2 separate regions of the Mus musculus genome follow, and region 1 is linked to region 2. A link is a contact called in public Hi-C data. All regions are on one chromosome and are shown on one strand. Each heading gives the region's core, a stretch centred on a gene start, on an enhancer-like site or on the middle of the called end of the contact. The rest is flanking DNA. Distances are from core to core; before and after follow the strand shown.

Evidence for each region. A called contact is a pair of places that touch in the nucleus more often than the background predicts.
Region 1: a Hi-C map of 3T3-L1-derived adipocytes shows a contact between it and region 2, with 4 times the contacts expected there. The contact joins two enhancer-like sites. A contact is called at or near these places in 1 of 39 promoter capture datasets (embryonic stem cells), 1 of 484 Hi-C or Micro-C datasets (3T3-L1-derived adipocytes), 3 of 115 datasets of contacts at active chromatin or transcription factors (CD8 T cells, embryonic stem cells and hepatocytes) and 4 of 9 other capture datasets (adipose tissue, liver, macrophages and 1 more).

The regions. Positions count from the first base shown.
Region 1 is chr2:27,712,848-27,715,547 of GRCm38.p6, reverse strand. The region is part of intron 1 of Rxra (retinoid X receptor alpha); the gene reads right to left. Among named protein-coding and RNA genes, the nearest start is that of Rxra, 37 kb to the right of the region's middle. Within about 2 kb of position 1,282, at least 62 of the 459 cell types and tissues checked have an H3K27ac peak or open chromatin away from gene starts, as enhancers often do. A contact at or near this core is called in 3T3-L1-derived adipocytes and hepatocytes, where this site is marked.
Region 2 is chr2:27,597,849-27,600,548 of GRCm38.p6, reverse strand. No RefSeq gene overlaps it. Among named protein-coding and RNA genes, the nearest start is that of Gm39776, 22 kb to the right of the region's middle. Within about 2 kb of position 1,263, at least 49 of the 459 cell types and tissues checked have an H3K27ac peak or open chromatin away from gene starts, as enhancers often do. A contact at or near this core is called in 3T3-L1-derived adipocytes and hepatocytes, where this site is marked.

The sequences.
Region 1 (2,700 bases), core at 33-2,532, 110 kb before region 2:
TCTGCCAACTGAATCACACGTATCCTCCTTCCCAGTCTGGAGCATTAAAAATTTCACTTTCCAGGAAGCAAGCTTCAGACTTCCCTCCTTATAGTCCTGGTGATACAGCTGCCACGCCCAGACCCTCTGCCCTCTCAGAGCGTCTGCTTCCTTATGGGCAGGGCTCTACTGATGAGCAAAGAGCAGGCACTACACCACAGCTTGGGAAGGTTCAACCATGAGATTCCTAGAACCAAAGTTACACACATACACAACCTGATGGCGTCACTGGGTCACTCTGCCAGCTAGGAGGATAGTCTCAAGCTTTCCTGTACCCCACTCCTTAGCTCACAGAGCCAGAGGACAGTCCTCAACACTGGCCAGATCAACAAAAGCCATAAGCCTGGGGCCATTGAGACCACCAGGGCAGAGCCAGCATCTGCCCCAAGGGTGTGTGAGCCATTCCCAAATTAATGACTAAATCTTCATGCCCCAGCCCCTAGCCATCTGGTCACAGGGCTCTATGTACACTAGGATGGCCATAGGGCCTCCCTGAGCTATTTTCTCTCTAAACATAGCACAGGAACCTCCTGCGAGGTGGGAAGACTTTCCAGGTCAAGGGCCTGCAATGAGTGGTGATCAATGAGTTTTTCAGCCTGCCTGGCCTTGGCCACAGGGACAGAGGGACAACACTGGGTACTGACACAGTTTCCTACATCCCACAACCTCCAGCATCCATTAACGCAGGTGACCCCCATGGCCAGTCCAGGCTTCCTTCCTTTGGGAGTGCACACACTGTGCTGAGTCTCCTGTCCTCTTGCCCTCTCCTCTCCAGCCAACACATACGAGCACCATGCTACCATGGCGCCCTGCCTCATTCTGCCATCCACTCACACAGGCTACTCTGTTCGGGCACAGGCTCAAAGGCCTGACATCAAATCCCGTCACTCTGCTATTCCTCAATTTTCCCCCCTCCATAAAACTGAGCTGTTGTTAGGATTTCTTGTCTGGAGTATTGTCACCCTCCCCTGATATCATGACCTTAACTGGTGTTCTCAGCAGCAGTGGAGAGAGTGTGTTCCCCCTCTCAGGAGGAAAATGAGGCCTGGGCACCCCATGGGGGAGACACAGGCCAGGCCTGGCACCAGGCACCTGACAACCAGTCCTGTGACGGGCTGGCAGGATATTGGGAAACTCACAAGAACTTATTTCAATATCTTGGCCACGTCAGAGATGGGTTTCAACATGCACAGCACCCAGGAAGGACGGTGGCCATCTCGGCCTGTTTGCCTGCCCAACACACAGGGAAGGCTGTGCTCCCCGTGACTGCCCCACAAAGGGACAGGCAGAGACATAAGAGGGCCATGCCCTAGGAGCAGAGCTGCCCTCCCCCCACCCCCATCCCCTGGTCCCCCACTCCCACCCCCACCCCCCACCAGCACTCAGCCCCAGGCCCCAGGCCCCAGGCTCTGTCCCTCAGATGCCCTGTCCAGGACTGGGAAGGAGATCCTGCAATCTGCCAAGGGTGAGGCTTCAGAAGATCACAATCTAGAAAGAACAACCCTTGTGGTCCCCAGCTTGAGCACCCAGTACCAAAGCCAGAGAGGCCTTGCTCTACACATGCAGTGACTCTGGGCAGCCTGGAAGCCTTAGATGAATTTTAAACAAAGTCACAGAACCCTGAAGACAGCAGGAGACACTCAAGGTCACCACTTGAGTCCACACTACTACCCCATCAGACAAGAAGGGAAACTGAGGCCCAGTGAGTTGGACGAACTCTTCCCAGGACACAAACCTTAGAGGAGCTGAGCCTGACACCCAGAAGGAAGGAAAACTTTTAATGGGGTGGGAGTTGCATGACTGGCATTGGACCCAAGTCTTTTGCTAGAGAATTCTACAGTCTTGAGGCCCCAACAATAGGGGCAGGGCCCCACCAACAACTGATACCATGTGGTAGCCAACCTCGCCCATGTTCCGTTTTCAACTCCAGAACAGATATCCCACCCTGATAATCTGACAGGTTTCCAGCCTAGCCATGTTCTGATAGCCTGAGTTAGAGGTGATGTCTCTCCTACTGTCAAACCCCCAACCCAGATGACAACAGAACTCTGTAATGGAGCACCCAGAGCCACCATGTCCACACTGCCACCCGCCCAGTCTCTGAGGCCCAAATGTGGCTATGCCTATGGCCCAGTGACAGCATGCCACAGTCCCTGGCCCAGGCCCTGCATCACAACAGGTTCTACATGCAAGCACTTCTGTCCAGGTGTCCCCCATCCCAGTATCCAACAAACACAAGGATAATTCTCCGGAGATAATGAGGTAATCAACTCCTCTCGGCTCCCTGAGGGCCTCTGCACAGCCAGGCTATAAATACCAAGAGATACAGACTCTCACACAAGGACATGACCAGCCCCCTATCACATGTGGATCTGGAGGCATGGCAGAGATCTGGGAAACCTCATATCTTGCCCTATGGAAGTGGAGTGCCACCAGGAGAGAAAGAGGGAGTGAGGGGCTAGCATGTAAGAAGAGAGCTGGGGACATGAGGATCAGAAAAGGAGGTTCGACCTTGACCCTGAGGCCAGAAAAGACCTGGCTGGGATGGAGAGAGTAGAGAACTGCCGATTTTCTCCTAGCTGCATCAAGTTCTCTGCAGGTGCAGAGTCTGTCCCACCCTCATGATGCTCCCCTCACCCGACATGGCCCCAAGTCACACAA
Region 2 (2,700 bases), core at 14-2,513:
GTTCCATGGCCTCTGAGCAGGCATCCTGGGGGCGATGGATATTCAGGGTTTCATAGTCCCCAGCAAAGCCACAAGGACAGTTTCAATCTGCTCAAAGATTCAGGTCCAATCCCCTAAGAGCACCCAAAGCACACGCCTGGGCTCCAAGGCTTCAGGGACCTTAGTGTCATCTGCCTCCAATCTGCCACAGCCTCTAGCCCTCACTCTGTCACTGTGGTGCCCCATAGCGTCCTTCTCAGAATGGCAGGTCCTCAGCGGCCCCTCACACGGATACTTCAGGCAACACTTTTAGCAGACGCCTCAGCTGCTTTTTACCCTGCCCCTGCCAGCCTGGGTTCTGATGCAGCATCAAAGACTTCTCTCAATAGGAAGAATCTCTCTTTGGTCGCATTTCCCTTATTATCCTGGGTATCAGGCTACTCAGAGTCGATGTGCATGTTTCCCTACTGGACCTTGATCTCTGGGGCTGGCTTTGCTTTTCCATCTCCCTTCTGGGTTCCTGGCATACCCCAAGCTCAGAGGACTGGGGTGGCCCCACCCTTTGCTTACTTCATGTCCTGGGTCAAAGGAGGCTGAGGCCATGAGCTAGGCAGATGACAGGCTGGGGAGAGCAGGGAGTGGGGGGAGGAAAAGGCTGGGGACACTCACCATTAGCCTTGACACTGAGGGCATTGCAGATTCAAGAACAATACCTATAACCGCTGAAACCGGGGTGGGGGGCTGCTTGGCAGAGGGTGAGGCCCAGGAAGAAGCCAGAAGCAAGGCAAAGACCACTGACCCAAAACACCAGCCAAAGGGAACTCCTGGCAGCACCCTGACTCTACTGAGTGACTGGCCTTCCCAGCAAATGTGGAGCCCTGACCTGGACCGAAGTGCCAGGATGGCATGGCCAGGATATGACAGTATCCTCTGTGGTACTCTGTCTACTACCAACTCAAGAGGCTGCAGGGCAGAACTGGCATATGTCTCTGGCACAGTCCATACCTCACATGAACTCTAAACTCTGACACTGTAATGATGACTAGCCAGCGATCCCCTTCATAGCCCAACCCCACGAACAACTCCCAGGCTAGTCCCCAGGCTCTGGCCCTTTAATGCTTCATCTTACAAGGGACCTGGTGTGAGGAGCCAAGAGCCACTGGGATGGCAAGAGCTGGCCAGCTGGCCTTTGTCCAAGCCCCACTGTCTTTTTCTGAGGTGTGCCCAGCTGGCCCTTTAAGAGGCCGGGGGCACTATTGGCAAATGCACAGCTGGCCCAGTACTGGGCCGGGCACGTTCCTGCTCCTCATGGAAGGCCTAGCTGGAGAGGAGACAAAATGTTCTTGCACAGCTTGGTAAACAAGCCTGAAGTGTTTTGAAAGCTTCTGCCTATACAAAGGACTGGGCTGGAAATGCAAGAGTTGCAAAAGGAGCCACTGGGCTGCAGGGGGGGGCTGTGCTGCCGTGGAACTGCCCTGAGTGTGCGTGTGTGTGCATGCCAGCCAGCTATGGCCTCTGCCTGGGTTGGGGAAGGCTGGGTACACACCTGTGTACAGTGGTGGGCTCTGCCTGTGTGGATCGAAGGGTGTGGGCACACCTGTGTGTAATTGTGCCATCTGCCCGTGTAAGAGAATGTGCGTACGTGTGTGTATGTCAGCTGGCAAAGAGGTACGCATACACTTACCCTTGTGCACATACATAGAGCCGGTGAAAGCCTATGGCTGTATGTGAGTGCAGGCGTGGTCAAGAACATGCAAACACGAGTGTATACACATGAGTACAGCTCCACAGAGCTCTCCCTGTAACCTAGCTGTCTAAGTCAAGATCACTATTGCTGTGACGAAACACCGTAACCAAAGCAACCTGCGGGATAAAAGGTTTATTCAGTTTATCCATCCACATACTTTTTTTACCACTAAAGGATGTCAGGACAGGAACTCAAGCAGGACAGGAACCTGGAGGCAGGAGCTGATGCAGAGGCCATGGAGGGGTGCTGCTTGCTGGCTTGCTCTTTGAGGCTTGCTCAGCCTGCTTTCTTATAGAAACCAGGACCACCAGTCCAAAGATGGCACTGCCCACAGTGGCTGGGTCCTCATAAATCAATCACCAGTTAAGAAAATCCCTTACATCCAGATCTTATGAAGGCATTTTCTCAATTGAGGTTCCCTCCTTTCAGATGACTCTAGCTTGGGTCAGGATGACATAAGACTAATCAAGACACCAGCTCTACAGAACACAGGCTAAGGTTGTCCCTGGCCCAGGCTCCAGGGCCCCTAGCCTAGGATAGGAAGGATGCCAGGAACCTTGCTCCCCTGACAGCTAATTAGAGTCAGGAGCACAGTGACCTGGTGACTGAAGACAAGGAGTCTGAAGAGCCATGAAGCCAAGGAAGCCAGGTGAGCAGCCCTCAGGGGCAAGCACTTGTCACAGGGCCAGACTCAGCTCATCTGGGACCAATCTCAGTTGTAATGATGGTGCCAAGAGCTTTGGCACCCCACTGGGGACTTGCCCTGTGCTAGCATATACCAGAGGCTGGCCTTAGCTACAAAGATCCGCCCCACACCAGCTCAGCCACCTGGACCACGTCAACCCCAGAGCATGCCCTCCAAGGCTGCCTTGCAAGATGAAATGGACGGACAGCAGTGTGCGGTTGGATTAGAGCCAGGCAAAGTGCCTGGCCCTAGGAACCAACCCTCATGGCCCATCTCAGTATCTGTGACA